Regions from separate parts of the Mus musculus genome. Here regions 2 and 3 are each linked to region 1. Evidence: chromatin contacts called from public Hi-C and promoter capture Hi-C data. All regions are on one chromosome and are shown on one strand. The core of a region is the stretch at or near the end of the contact, and the rest is flanking DNA. Distances in the headings are between cores, read along the strand shown.

Region 1 (4,876 bases), core at 997-3,496:
GGGGTGAGGTGGGTGTTGTGAGGTGGGGACGTCTAAATCACACCTTCAAATCCACATCCATATAAAAGATTGCTGCTTCTGAGCTTTAAGCACTCTAAAGGCGGGCCTGGGAATACTCCCTACCTATCTCATTCAGATACTCCACAATTTGAACTGAGATAACAATCTGGTGGGAAATATATTAAAATAAAAAAATATATTATTATAGTTGCTCAAAAAGCTCTGAAGCGCTTGTCCTATGTACATTTAATTTCAGCCTCAGAGCACAAATTGGACATCTAGGAAAAAAATCTCACATAATCCGTTCTTAAAAAGCAGCTCCCTGGATTTCCATGTAAATCATAATGCTTGTTAGAATCTTCAATCATCCAATACTTCACCTTTATTGCATGTAACATAGGTTGCAATCACCCATTTATCTACAAAATCCTTGGCATGTAGTCTAATCCCAGCCTGAGGGCACAGGGACAGATCAACCTATCCCTGTTATATCTCCCAGCACCTGCTAAGATGCCTGACATGACTCAATGAGAAGGCTCTCCGTGAACAATTAACTGAATCAGGAAGGCGCTAGTGTTATTCCCACACACAGTGTCCTTCAGTGTGTCCTTCTTTCTTTGCTTTCTCCAAGGAGGACATCTTGGGACTCACAGGGTACCAGTCACTCGGCCCAAATGTCCTACAAATCCAGTAACTGGACTCCAAAGATACCAGGTGACCCTCTCCTGTGGCCACACTGGAGTCAAGGCACTTTATGACAGAAGAATCAGAGCCTAAGTTAGAAAATACAATCAGCCTTCAACTCTACATGTGAGGGGTGCTCAGGGAGACACCAGAAAACGCACTCTCAAGTCCCAACACTTCCCTCTCTGTAATAAGCTTTGCATGCACTTCTAGGGGCAACTCAGCAGCACCCTTCAACAACACTCAGAGCCAAAGTGCGCATACAAAACAGCCTAAAACAAACAGGAAAAACAAAAACACCAAACTACAGCTCTGCAGAACCCCTAAGACCCAAAAGAACCTAGAAACCCAAAGCCACGGAAACCATTCAAACACCAACAGAGGGCTGTTGCTACTAAAGCCATCAGAGATTTGTTCTAGATTCAGACAGGCCCTCCTGGGGCTCAAGCTTCTCCTAGTAGCTCAGATCTGGGCTAAGTTAACGTGTCCACAGTGCAGGCTCTCTCGCTGTAAAACTGAGAATGTGCGACCGTCCCGGTGGACTAACAATGTAAACATAGCCATGCACAAAGTTCTTGGTGTGTGGCCTTTAAAAAAAGCTCAGTAAATGCCAGCTCTGTCATTCTAGGCAGTTATCAATCCCCCCTCTCTAGTTTCCACTGGATTCCCAAAAACTGTCCTGCCCTTTCTAAGTTGAGGGGCTCTATGTACAAGTGATCGGAATACCTGTTCTAGAACCAGAACGGACCATACAGTTGGATCTTCATCTGTGAAATCCCATCACGGGGATCACAAGTGACCCCCGGGGCTGCCTATGTATGCATCTCATGACTGACTCGTCCGAGACTAAAACGCACTTAGGAGGAGACACCAGAGGTTCCCCACGCCATTCCCACCGCCCGCACCCGCATTTCCTGTCCCACACCCGCAGTTTTCAGGGACCCTCTGGGCGCTGGTACCTCCCACGGACGCCGCGCGGCCGCGTGGAGCGGGACGACCCCACCCACGTGCCCGCGCCCGCGGAGGAGGCCGCGGTGCATCCTTCCTCCCGCGCCCGCAGCTCCACGCCGGCGGTTTCCCCGAATCCGCGAGGACGCCCTACTCGCCACTCACCCTCCACCAACCCCCGTTTCCCCGACCCTCGCCACGGCCCAGCACCCCGCGGCCCAGGAGTCCCCTCAGGCACCGGCGAGCGGCATGCACGCTCGCCGAGTGGGAGGAGGGAGGCCTGGCCGCCATCCCGCGACCCTCATCGCCTCACAACGGGCGCTGCGCGCACTCACCGCGGGCTCCGACCCACGCAGGCCTGGCTGCTCCTCAGAGCGGCTCCTGCCCAGCGCCACCTCCTCAGGACCCTGACGCAGCTGCTGGGGCCGCCCTGCGAGACGGGGACGACCGCCTGCTGCCGGCTCAGCCTCCCGCTCTGCCGCCGCCTCCTCGTCCGAGCCCGCGACCGCGGCCACAACCGCAGCGACGTTTCCCGGGCGCCGGCTGAGCAGCGTCTGTTGAGCCGCAGTCCTGGACGCGCACCCCGGGCTGGCGCTCGTTGCATATGCAAAGAGACCGCCGCCCATTGGCCCGCGGGCGGTGGCGCGTGCGGGGCTCGGCCTATCAAATGCCGGCCTGGGGAGCGCGGTGCTGGCGGCAGGGGCGGGGCGAGGTTACTATGGGTCATTCTGCGGAGCCGCCGACGGCTGGACCCGACTGGGGCCCTCGCAGGGCGGGGATTGAGCCCTTGGGGAGGGGAGCGGCGGGACGGACCCGCAGCTACAGCAGCTGCAGAGGGGAGCTGGGCAGGGGGCGCAGGGCGGGAAGACCTGAGGCGTCCAGGGTGCCCCCGCTGAGAACTGCAAAACCCGCCTTCACTGCTGCGATGCATAAATCTCAATATAAACGAAGAAATAACCTGCTTGTTTTTTTTTTTCCCCATTCTTCTCAGGACTGGGTTCGTTATCCTAGTTTGAACACGGATTTCTAGCAAATCTTGCAAAGAGAAAAAAAAAAAAATGACGTTTGAAAATGCTTGTGAAGGGGAAAGCTCAAAGCATGCCCTGTATTATTTCTCTTGCATGGGCTTCGTTTAATGCAGCGTGTATCCCGTTTACTCGTAAATCTTCGCATACCCACATTTCATGTTTGCAAAGGATGAAACTTTACTCAAAAATAATCTTTTATCAGCCGGGCGTGGTGGCGCACACCTCTAATCCCAGCACTCAGGAGGCAGAGGCAGGCGGATTTCTGAGTTCGAGGCCAGCCTGGTCTACAAAGTGAGTTCCAGGACAGCCAGGGATATACAGAGAAACCCTGTCTCGGAAAAAAAAAAAAAAAAAAAGCTTTATGAATCTTTATGACTGTGTGTGTTGTTTAGTTTGCCATTGTATAGATCCTCTTGGACACTACATCAGGATATAGGCATTTATTTTACAACTGCCTCCCCCCACTCAAAACATTCACCCAGCAAAACACAAATGACTAAATCAGCCACTGGAGTGTAATATTAGAAAGAGACTGTTCGTAGCAGAGTTGTTTTTTCTTAACCTAACCTATTATTTAGTTGGTCTGTGAACTTTTCTTTAAGTAGGTGAAAGGTCGAGTTGCTGTGCTAGCCTCAAGCTAAGGCAGAAAGAGGCTCACTTCCCAGGACAATCTTAAAAACTCCGAGGAGGCTGCCAGGACTTGAGCTAGGTGGAGCCATGATACACTCTACAAAGCCAGCTCACTCACTCACCTTGGGCCCCTAGCCAGTCTAATTGCCTGAAAGAACAGATAGTGTTTGACTCAAGCAGCCTGCTCCTACTAGGAATTTCACATTTCCCAAGGAAACCCTGCCAATAAAAGGAATGCAGAATTTCCAGTCTACAGAGGGATGAAGATGTGTACCTCAGAAGTGGTCATTCAGAACTGCAAACCTTGAGAAAAACTAAGCAACTTCAAGACAGCAAAACTAATAGTGAACCTTCCTCCCCAGTTAACAAACATAAAACACATGTGTAGAATTCCAGGGACATCTTTCTTCGTTATCTCTTTATAGGCTAAACAATATTTTATGGGCATGTATTTACATTTAACAGAAAATACTCTTGAGATTCAAATACTGAATTGGAATATTGTCTGCTGTTTAATACTAGTTAAACAGAAATTATTGTGCTTCTGTTCACTAGGCTTCTTTGTATGGTTGTTTAGTTCTTTGTGGGAGAGTGGGAGCCAAGATCTCATGTAGCTCAGACAGGCCTGGATTTTACTATGTAGATCAGGGTGGCCTAGAATTCACAGTGATTCTAGGATTACAGGTGTGATACACCTCTTTAGGCTTTGTTTACACCTGGAAACTCGTGCTTACACTAAGCCCACAGGCTAACCTTAAACTCCAGACAATCTTCCAACCTCACCTAGGTTTATTTATTGTCGTTGTTGTTTTGAAACAACAGGGTGTGATGACTCACAACTTTAATCTTAGTACTTGGAAGGCAGAGGCAGATAGATCTCTAAATTTGAGGCATGCCTAGCCTATTTAGTAAGGTCTAGGCCTGCCAGAAGCAGAAGATGGTGTTTTGTTGAGAGAGAGAGAGAGAGAGAGAGAGAGAGAGAGAGAGAGAGAGAGACTGGCAAGGTGACTCAGAGGATTATAGGTGCTTAGTGCGAAGCTTGATGACCTGAGTTCACCATGGGATACAAGTACACATGCACAAAATAAATATAATAAAAAGAAAAAGCAAAAACACATCTGGGCACAGTGATCCCAGCACTAGAGATGTTGCGGCTGGAGGGCTGCTGCTGTGACACTGGCCCTAGCTTGGGTTACGCAGTGAGTTGCAGGCCAGCTTAAACTCCAGAGTGAAACTCTGTCTCAGAATAACCAACCAAGACAAGGAAAGGAAAGGAAAGGAAAGGAAAGGAAAGGAAAGGAAAGGAAAGGAAAGGAAAGGAAAGGAAAGGCAAGGCAAGGCAAGGCAAAGCACATTTGCTTTTCTCTTAGAAAGGATTCAGTATGTGTTCAGAGTTTTGAGGGGTATTGAATTTTGATTACATTTCCCTTCTTTTTTGTAAAACTTCAAGTCAGAGACTATTAAGGGTCAACCACATGAAATCATGAACAGGAGTAGGCAGTCCCTTGTGCCCTTTTGGTGTGTTTCCAACTTACTGCAACAGTAAGGGGAATTGTCTATAATTGACATAAACATGTAATGGTCTA
Region 2 (4,876 bases), core at 1,451-3,950, 1.2 Mb before region 1:
TAAGTGCCAGGTCACTTTTTTTTTTTTTTTTTTGACTAAATAGCTTGAAGCTGTAGCTGAAGATTAAGGCAAAGCCACACAATTGAAGGATGAAATGAAATTCTACTGTGAATGTGGAGTTGGGGAAGAAAGAACCAGGTAGGAGTTAAGTGATTTGTATTGCTCAAACAACACAGAGACAGAGACGGGAAGGACATAGCCCATGGAAGCACAGGTCTTTGAGAAATATACTTGCAAGAAGAGTTGGATACGGAGAGGAAAACCTGCAGCTTGAGCCCTCCAGCAGAGGTAGGCACACACCTTCTCTGGGTCCACCTGTGTACCGATGATGGATAGCCAAGTGCCTGGTGGTGTGAATGGCGTGTCAAGTGTACCCTGGATTTTGCCACTGTCCTGCCTTGTGGGCATGAGGAAGGTGGACCAAAGGCAGCCACCACGCACACTCAGTCACAAGTGTCGTTGGTATTCCTAGCAGATCCCGCTGGCAGAATGAGGCTTTGTTTAGACTCCTTTCCTCTGGGGGGAAGTTCACAATCCGTCCCATCCAGTGGCCAAAGAGAGAGAAAGAACATTCGTGGCTGGATTTATTTCAGTCTATTAGTTGACACTGTATCCTGCCTGATTTCAGAACTGAGAAGTCAAGTACAGCATTGCTCAAAAAAACCATTCCTTCCACACTGCTGGGGAGACGAGGGAAGGGCAGGTCAGTCGTGAGGTTGTAAACGAAAGCAGCAAATTGTAAAGACTCCCGAGTGGTGGGTGTATCTGACAGAGTCCAGACCAGTGGCTCTCAGCCTTCGGAATGTCACAACCCTTTAATACAGCTCCTCGGGTTGTGGTGATCTCCAACCAGACAATTATTTTCCTTGTTACTCCATAACTGTAACTTGGCAACAGTTATGAATCAAAAATGTAAATATCTGATAGGCAGGATATCTGATATGTGACCCCTATGAAAGAGTCATTGACCTCCAAAGGGGTCATGACCCCAGGCTGAGAATTTCTGGACTAAATCCTATTTATACTCTAACTGGGAAAAAAAGGGGGGGGGGGTTCATGACCTGCATTACAAGACACTCAAATCCTTCGCTGTTTGTCCATTTCTCCCAAAACCAGTTGACTTTCCTGAACATTTGGAACGGCAAATAGTGTTTGAGATACAAACCACGCAGTCCATGTGACATTAGGAAATCGCTTTGCAAAATGTCAGCCCTGAGAAAGAACTGGACAAAGTATATGGGGGTCTCAGTCGAGTGCCTACAACTGTCTCAATCAGCAGTGTCAGCATGAAGATGGTGAGATAGAAGCAGATGCAGAGAAACCAGCAAGCTCTGTGCATCTGCCTTCACTCACACTTCAAACTTGGCTCTCTAGTATAGTGATTCTCAGTCTGTGAGTCATGACCCCTTGAGGGGTCAAATGACCTTTTCACAGAGATCATCCGGAAACACTGATATTTATATGACAACTCATAACAGTAGCAAAGTCACAGTTATGAAGTAAGAAGGAAAATAATAGTGCTATGGGGGGGGGGGGGCGCACCACAACATGAGGAACCATACCTATTAAAGGGCTGCACCATTAGGAAGGTTGAGAACCACTGCTCTAGTAGTTTCTTATCTGCTTCCCCTCCTATCTGTAGCACTGCACCCTAATCCAGTGCCTTGTGCATCTGAGGCAAGCACCCTACCACCTAGCCACACCCTCAGTCCCTAATGCCTTCATCTGGAAAGCTGCTCTCAGTTTTTCAAGTCACACACACACACACACACACACACTCACACACACGGGTGGGGGAGTGTCTGTCATGGACACAGCTGTGTCAGTGTGGTTGCTCAGAGATCTGAGTTGCTCTAGCACTAGGTGCAGTTTATTTCACAGCCCTAAAGAGATTTACGGCTGTTTTTTCTTCATTGGGGCCAAACATGGGGCCTGATAGGGAGGGCGTTGCACCAAAGGCAACAGAGACTACCATGAAAGTCCCTACAAACCTAACCTGAGCAGAGGACTGAAGAATGCAGAAAGGGACACTCAGGTAACAGACCATGGGACATAACAGCCATCTGTTGCTGGCCTTGGGTCTGATAAGGTCTCAGGGGCTGAAGGTGTAGGTTCAAAACACCTGGATCTTCGGAGCTCTGAGAGTACTTCATGCTATCACCACAAGCAAGGGGTCAGTTTTCTGCATGTCCTTGCTTGTCATGTGCCTAGGAATCCCACAGCCAGCTCATCCACTAAGCAGGGATAAGTTGACTCTGGGGCACCTGGAGGACCTGTTCTAGACCTCCACGTCCTAGCTCCGTTATTTCCATCACCTGCAGGATTGCACACTGTCACCCCCCCCCCAACACCCCCAGACGACGCGTCTTGCGTCTCAGGGGCACACCACTGGCTTCTGTGTCGCCCACTCCTCTCCACTCCCCACAGGCTCATCCGGACGATCCACGTGCAGCTCGACCGGGGGTTGGCGCCGCACCTCGAGCCCGGCGCGTCTGGCCGGAGCTTTCTGGGGACCCGAACCCCCCAACCCCCGCGAGAGGGCGGCATCTGGCGACCGCGGGTCGGGCAGGGGGGCGTCCTAAAGTCCCCTGCGGTGCAGAGACGTTGCGGCCGGCTGCCACACAAAGGCGGCGGCGGGAAGGCGGGGCGGGGCGGGCCGGGGGGCGGGGGAGGCAGGAAGGGGCGGGGGCGGCGGCGGCGATAAAGCCCCCGCGCGGCCCGGCCGGCTAGTGCAGTGGTTGCACGGGAGTGCGGGCTGCACGCGTCACCGTCACCGCCGCCTGTCCCCCACCGCCGCGCAGCGCCGATCTCCCTCCCGGTTTCGGCCGCCACCTGGGGATCCAAGCGAGGACGGGTGAGTAGCAGCTGCGGGGTTCCCGCTGCTCGGAGGGGAGCCGGGGACTGTCCCCGGGGCAGCACCGCGACCGGTTGCTGGGGCGGGAACTTTCTCGAACCGCCTCGGGCCCCGCTGCGAGCGCTCCTGGCTCCCGCGTCCCTGTCCCCGAGGGTTTGGGCGTCCAGGTGTGCCGGAGGCTGACGGAACGCTCGCCGAGCTCGGGGTGGGTCCAGCAGGACTGCAAACCGTGACCCTGAACCCGAGGCGACTGGGCACTCACGGGTAGCACCGACCCCACACTTTTCCCGTGCGCGGGTCCCTGTCCCGGGCGACCGGCTCTCACTTGTAACCTTTGCCTGTGCAGTGTGGAGGTGGGCAGCGGTTTGGGGAAGGACTTCAGTTCACACTGGCCTTTGCAACAGGCTTGTCCCTAGGATACAGTAGCAGCTCTTTGCGATTTCTTATTTATTTTCATCATCTGTGGACCAGGGAATTGCGAGGCCGGTGAGTGACTCCAGGTAAGGTGAAAGTACTCAGAAATCCTCGGAGGAATTAGGTATTTAATTTGCCCCCACGATGAGCAGAGAGGGAAAGCTGCTATTACATAAGACAGCACTCCACCTTCAGGTATTAGGGAAGGTGCTGTTGAGGATTTTTAGTGTTTTAATGAACAAAACAGAATCTCCGCGTGTCTCTCCAGAGAAATCTCCAAACGCCGCTGGATCTTGCTTTGACTACTTTGCTGGGAACGTTCTTATATTTAGCATGAACATAAAAAGGTGTTTGAAGGTTTAACTTTTCTCTTTCAAGCCAGGAGGCAGTTTACTTTTCTGAACTGTTCTAGAACAATTGATCTGATCATCTTGTACTTTGGAGATTTTGTATCTGAATGGGAATACAGATAATGGGAGAAATGTCAGCATTACCGATTTGTGTATCTGAAGCACACTTAAAAATTGAAGGTGCTTTGAACACTTTCTGTGGTTCTAAAACAATAATTATACCCTGTTGGCAACATTTAAGCAAAAAAAAAAAAAAAAAAAAAAAAAATCTCAAGAGCTTCGCCACAGATAATGGAACCGTCAACAATGGAGTTTTAGCTGTTTTTTTCAGAGTAGTGTTTGAAATTTTTGTTCAGCTAAGGGTGACTCCTGAAGGTCATGAGCCGATGTCATCGTTCCTTCTTCTTTGAAAGAATCTAGGCAGAAATTTTCTCCCATGAACTTGACAAATTAGCACAGTAAGACAGAAATTGCCGAATCTCTAAAGGATGCTAATTTTCGGCCTCACACATAGGCGACTTGACAGTGGTCAGAGATGGGTTAGGATGGAAGAGTTGCTGCCCTCTTCTAGCCAGTTCTTCTCCCACAGGGTTTGGAACTTTGGCCTTTTCCCCCTCTTGTGGTGGTATTGCTGCGGGGACTCTCGATTCTGTGACCACGTCAGGTCCAGTGGTTTTCACACTCCACTTACTCAGTTGTTCTCTGGACATGTTCAAGACTTGCCCTCAACTGGGGGTGCTGTGCTTCTAATGTCAAAAACTCTGGCATCTGCTGGATGTAGTGATATAGATGCTCAAAAATCCCAGCGTGTGGGAGACTGGAACAGAAGGATTGCTGTGATGCTGACCTACATAGTGGGCTCCAGATCAGCCAGGGCTACACACACACACACACACACACACACACACACACACCAACCATTATCTTTAAACTCTAGGCTCCTCCCCTCCCTCAGGCTGCAAACAGGCTCTCCCATTGTAGTCTTCAATACAAAGGTTTTTTTTCCTGGTGCCTTCCATGCTTCAGGCTCTACAGGTGACCTAATAACCTATGGTTCTGAGAAAATAAAGACCACCAGACTTACTCCATGCATCACCTCTGGGCCACCCTATAAGCATTTCCATATTTACCTATCTCCCCAGGTCTGTATGTGTCTTCAGGGTTTTTTTTTTTTTTTTGGGGGGTGGGGGGTCGTGGAGGGTGGACTTTTCACCTTTGCTAAATATAGCAACTCCTGTCTTCCTGAGATTATCATTCT
Region 3 (4,876 bases), core at 900-3,399, 1.1 Mb before region 1:
CTGTGGTCAAAACTGGGTGTCTTCTTCTCTTGCTCTCTATCTTGGTGTTTGAGACACCAAGTCCAGTGCTCACTGATTTGACTCGACTGGTTGGCCAGCAACCCCATGGGTTTACCTGTCTCCAGCAATCCAGCTCTGGGATCACAGGCTTATGCCACCATGTCTGGCTGTTTGTGTGAGCGCCTGAGATATGAGCTCACAGGAAGCATTCTGCTGACTCAGCCTTCTCTGCTGTGCCGTATTCTGTCCTGGGTGAGAGTTTCTGGCATTGATGAACAGTCTGAACAGATGGGCAGCATTCAGGTTGAATATTAGCTTGGAGGACTCTTTGCAATCAACAGCCTTCTAGCTTATCCATGGATTCGGACTCCTGGAGGCCTTCCTGAGTATTCAGGTTGCTCCAGAGCATTGCAGCTTGGAAGCCCTGAGAAGGATGTCACAGGGCATACTAGCGAGGCAGTTTCCTGGGGAAAATGCACCTCTGTTCTCTGCCGCGGACCAGCCTCAGTCAGGCCCCCTCAATCCTCAGGAGAAAATCTCCGTTACAGGTGGGCAAGGAGTTGGCGACGCAAAGGGTGACAAACAAATAGGAACACACTGTAATTTTTCTCAAAGTGAGCACCAGTCTTACCAGTGACTTTTACACAAAACAGAGGAATGCATACAAAAAGCTAACAGGAACCAAGTGGGGTAAAAATTACTATTAACAACTGGGATCAAAAGCAGCCCCACCGAAGGTCAGCTTAATCTTAGAAGCCAGGGGCAAGGGCTTCACGCCCTGTCATTGTTCCAATTCTAGTCTATTGTGTAGTCCACCTTGCCCCATAGGCCATGCCCCATAGGCCATTGTAAATTCCTGTGTATCGGTGTAACTCAGCTATCTATAGTTCTAAGTATCTACTCTGGTTCCTCCCTAGACCACAACCTTCCTTCTTCCTAGATAACGGTAAATTCTTGCATATGGGAGTAGCTTACCCTGAGATTTCTAACTCTTATCCAGTAAAATACTATAAGAAAGCATGCAAGACCCTCCATATTATCGCTGGAACAAATTTGGAGCACTCGTGCTTTGGGAATGCCAAGGTTCCAGGAGACTAAGATTCCGTGAACTTTTCGCCTTGGGACTGCGTCCAGGTTTTGGGGGCCTGTCACCCGTGTCACTACTGGATTGGATGTAGTAGTTCTCTGCTTTTATTTTGCATTGTGCTGTCTTCCACTAAGTCCAAACTGATACATTTATCTTTAAGGCAATCTGGTTTTTAGATTTCTTTGAGCCCCTAACTAGTGTGGATAAGTCTAGATAAGTGTTTTAATCTCTGAATATCTATTTCCTTTTCTATAAAGTGAAATCATTGTTTGAGAGGATGTCTAAGGTGCCTCCATTTCTTTAGAATCTGATCGTCTGCTCATTTGAGTGACACCACAGTGACTCTGCTTGACCTTGTCACCATGAGGTTCTTCAATTATTCATCCCATGCAAATTTCTGAAAATAGATCTGGTGTAGGGGTGTGCACATCCTTAGGCTTTTTATAGCTGTCATCAGATGGTTTCCAGGCAGGATCTCCTGCTCATCTCTGCTGGCACCTGTGAGGTCTGACTTTGCTCAGTGACATCGATGGCTCGTAATGGTGATAGCAGAAGTGGATCTAAAGAAGGACGATGGATGGGTGGTAAAGACAGGTTCACTACAGAAGCATTAGCAGGCAAGTACAGGGTGGCCGCACTGTCTGACAGCTTAGGGGAAAACACATGGTAAATGTTGGGTCTTACCTACAAGAAACTTGCCATCCCATAAAGAAACCAGACTGCTCTATAACTGATAAAATGTGCTGCCTAAGTCAGAAGTATTACTAAGTGCCAGGTTTCCTGCCAGCTTTGTGTGGCAAGCCAAACCGGAAACTCCGGTTGCATGGCTGCTGATGAACTTCTGGTTTTGTATATTCTAAAACTCTTTTGGTAAGGCTTGGAGTGTGTGTTGCACCACATACTTCGTACCGGCTCTGCAGTGCCGCGTGCTAGGGCTTTCCTTGCGGATGGATGCCTGCTAGGACTGGGTTCTGTCTTCCCCAGCCTCCAGCTCTACACACCAGGAATGGCTGGTGTGCCGTCTGTTTCTTGGGTCCATCCTTCCTGCCTTCCTCTGAGAGAACAGAGATGCGAGAGGGAGGGTGCACTTCCTGCATAGCCAGGCACAGCTGTGGGAGTCTCTTGGGTTTAACTACTCTGCCTTCACCCCACGTTTGTTGTACTTTGTACACTCTTTTAGAAAATGCAGTCAGAAAGTGGGAGCATCGTCCTTCCTTCAGATTACATAACGGTGGACTGTAATTGTGCGTGTGGGAAAAGAAAAATACAGCCCTGTCTGTCAAGGTGCTTCCTGTGGGCAAAGACGACTTCCTGCTAGTCATCTCTCTAATGGAGCAGGGGGAAAATTCTATCAAAAGAGGCATTATTTTTAGTAGATACTAATTTTTTCCTAGCTAGGGAAATGTAATACAAAGGTGAATAGTCTGTTGTCTGTGAGGGCTGATCCTGTGTGGGACCCGGGTCTTCCTTAGCCAGTGGCCAGAGGATAAAGCACGGTTCTCCAGCTCCACACTGCTCACTTGGAGTGTCTCTGGACTGTTTCCAGCCCACCGTGGCTATGAACTCCCTCCCACAATAGACCATATTTGCTTCCCTGACAGAGTATAATTAGGGCTGTTCCTTTTGGGAAATAAGTATGAATGAACAAGTAACCATAGTTACGGAGAATATTTAAGCAAGCAGACTTTAGAATGTAGAATACTGTACTTATCTATCAATACAGTGTAGATGAGTTAGCAGTTAGTGGCAGTAATAAAGAGAGATTATTAATAAGTCCCTCTACTCAGATTAGATGGAAAAGGATGCAGAAAAGAGATAGAAGTCAGTGCTTCGTTAACATCCTCCTTTCTGGACTGAGAATGTCGCTGAGTGGTAGAGCATTTCCCTGGTGGGAGCTGCCGGGCCCTGGTTCACCACCCCTCACTGTGCTGCTCTCTTTCTGAGGGCAGCGTCTCATGTAACCCACACCAGCCTGGGACCCTGTCTGTGGCCTGAGCAGGGCTTTGGCCTCCTGATCTTCCTTGCCTTCACTGCCTGAGTGATGGAGCTATATAAGCATGTGCCACCACCCTCGACTTCTGCAGCTCTGGGGATCAAACAAACCCAGGGCTTCCTCCATGGGGCAAACAGTCAGCAGCTGAGCTTTGTCCTCAGCTCTGCTCTGCTCTTCTCAGCGCAAACAGCCTCTGTTCTCCATAGACAACACTCACAGAGCTCGCGCTAACCTAGAGTTTAACACCCGCTTCTGAGTAGTAACAAAATAAAATGACAGATTTTCTTGTTTTAAAGTTTGTTCCAAAACACATGTCTATTTATGCACTGACTACTGTTTGCTCTCTCAATGTACTAAAAGCATACTTTTCCCTTCCCTTGTGCTCTTCTGCCCTCTAGATCACCAGAGTAATATGCTGTCTTCTTAACCATGGTTTTCCGAAGCCAGAGCTCAGCTGTCACTTCCCAGTCCCGAGTTTTGAGACCTCATGTCATAAAGGGGAATACAGCCCTTTTTTCACAGGCTATGGGGAGCATGGTGGACTATCAGGAGAGATAGACCAGCCTCTTTCATTTTCTGTGGTCTTCAGCTTCTGTCTGACTATGGACAGTTGCTCCAGGCTGTAAGCCACAGTTCCTTTGCCTGAACAGTGGCAGTGGTGGTGTTCTGGATCCCTGTGCTTGCTACACAGATTTGGTGCATTTAAGCACATCAAGTACTGTGTACTGCTGGGATTCATAGCGCCTTTGTACATCAGGCACTGTTGAGAACACTTAGCTGTACAGCCTTACAGGGACTGTACCAGATGAGGAAACGGGGGACGTGGGAAAGCTAGGGTTGGCACCTGGGATCTGACCTGGACTTATCTGACCAGAGTGGTTCTGATATTAGAACCACTCTAACTGTGAGAAAGTAATGGAGAATTCCAATTGAGTCACTTAGAAGCACACACGGATGTCTGGGAATCTGTTGACAGCGGGAGTTGAGAATGGGAGTGCACATCTGTAACTGTAGCACTTAAGAAGCTGAGGCAGGAGCATTGCTAAAAGTTTCAGGCCAGCCAGACTATATAGTGAGACCGACTCCTAAAAGCAACCAACCATATAAAAACAACAACAGAACATCTAAACACCATGGGATTGATCATGGGAACCTCAGCTAAAATGTAATGTGGGATTTAAAAGAAACATGGAGTCCAGAACGTTTCAGAACTCTGTGCTAACGTCTGGAAGGCCAGTGTAAACATGTAGATGTTGGCTTTGCTTCCCTGCTGCCCCCAGGCTCCTCAGTGGTTAGAAAGCGACTCCTGTCAGAAGTGTGAGCAGCCCTTCTTCTGGAATATAAAACAGATGTGGGACACAAAGACCCTGGGCTTGAGGCAGGTGAGTAGCCAATGTTTGCTCCTTCTGGAAGAATTTTGCATCTCATTATTTTTTTATCTTTAATTCAAATTTTTAGAAAATCATACTTGCCGGGCGGTGATGGCGCACGCCTTTAATCCCAGCACTTGGGAGGCAGAGGCAGGTGAATTTCTGAGTTTGAGGCCAGCCTGGTCTACAAACTGAGTTCCAGGACAGCCAGAGCTACACAGAGAAACCCTGTCTCAAAAAACAAAAAAAAAAAAAAAAAAAAAAGAAAAAGAAAAAAGAAAATCATACTTTGTTCTTACAAATGTGGTTTCTCCTCTATTATTTTGTATCACGGCCATGTGACTGACAGTGAGCATGACCAAGTTTGGCCTGTATAATACACCTGGATCATTTTCATTAAGACTTTCTCAAATCTCTTCTTTTTCT

What was found. A called contact is a pair of places that touch in the nucleus more often than the background predicts. Capture Hi-C pulls out chosen DNA fragments and counts their contacts.
Region 2: a promoter capture Hi-C map of liver shows a contact between it and region 1, with 3 times the contacts expected there. The contact joins the promoter of Serpine2 here to the promoter of Acsl3 in region 1. A contact is called at or near these places in 3 of 39 promoter capture datasets (liver and pre-B cells), 2 of 115 datasets of contacts at active chromatin or transcription factors (acute myeloid leukemia and stem cell-derived neural progenitor cells) and 2 of 9 other capture datasets (adipose tissue and liver).
Region 3: a Hi-C map of bone marrow-derived macrophages shows a contact between it and region 1, with 11 read pairs. The contact joins the enhancer-like site here to the promoter of Acsl3 in region 1. A contact is called at or near these places in 5 of 39 promoter capture datasets (the 3T3-L1 cell line, the C10 cell line, embryonic stem cells and 1 more), 1 of 484 Hi-C or Micro-C datasets (bone marrow-derived macrophages), 6 of 115 datasets of contacts at active chromatin or transcription factors (acute myeloid leukemia, embryonic forebrain, embryonic stem cells and 3 more) and 2 of 9 other capture datasets (adipose tissue and liver).

Annotation. Positions count from the first base shown.
Region 1 is chr1:78,655,195-78,660,070 of GRCm38.p6, reverse strand. It overlaps Acsl3 (acyl-CoA synthetase long-chain family member 3), which reads right to left and starts at 2,246. Exons shown (of 15, transcript NM_001033606.2): 1 at 1,968-2,246. It overlaps Utp14b (UTP14B small subunit processome component), which reads right to left and starts at 2,246. Exons shown (of 3, transcript NM_001001981.3): 1 at 1,968-2,246.
Region 2 is chr1:79,856,489-79,861,364 of GRCm38.p6, reverse strand. Serpine2 (serine (or cysteine) peptidase inhibitor, clade E, member 2) reads left to right here and starts at 2,700. Exons shown (of 9, transcript NM_009255.4): 1 at 2,700-2,854.
Region 3 is chr1:79,708,679-79,713,554 of GRCm38.p6, reverse strand. Wdfy1 (WD repeat and FYVE domain containing 1) reads left to right here. Exons shown (of 12, transcript NM_001111279.1): 9 at 4,361-4,462. Among named protein-coding and RNA genes, the nearest start is that of Ap1s3, 39 kb to the right of the region's middle. Within about 2 kb of position 2,149, at least 151 of the 459 cell types and tissues checked have an H3K27ac peak or open chromatin away from gene starts, as enhancers often do. A contact at or near this core is called in acute myeloid leukemia, bone marrow-derived macrophages, kidney and 1 more, where this site is marked.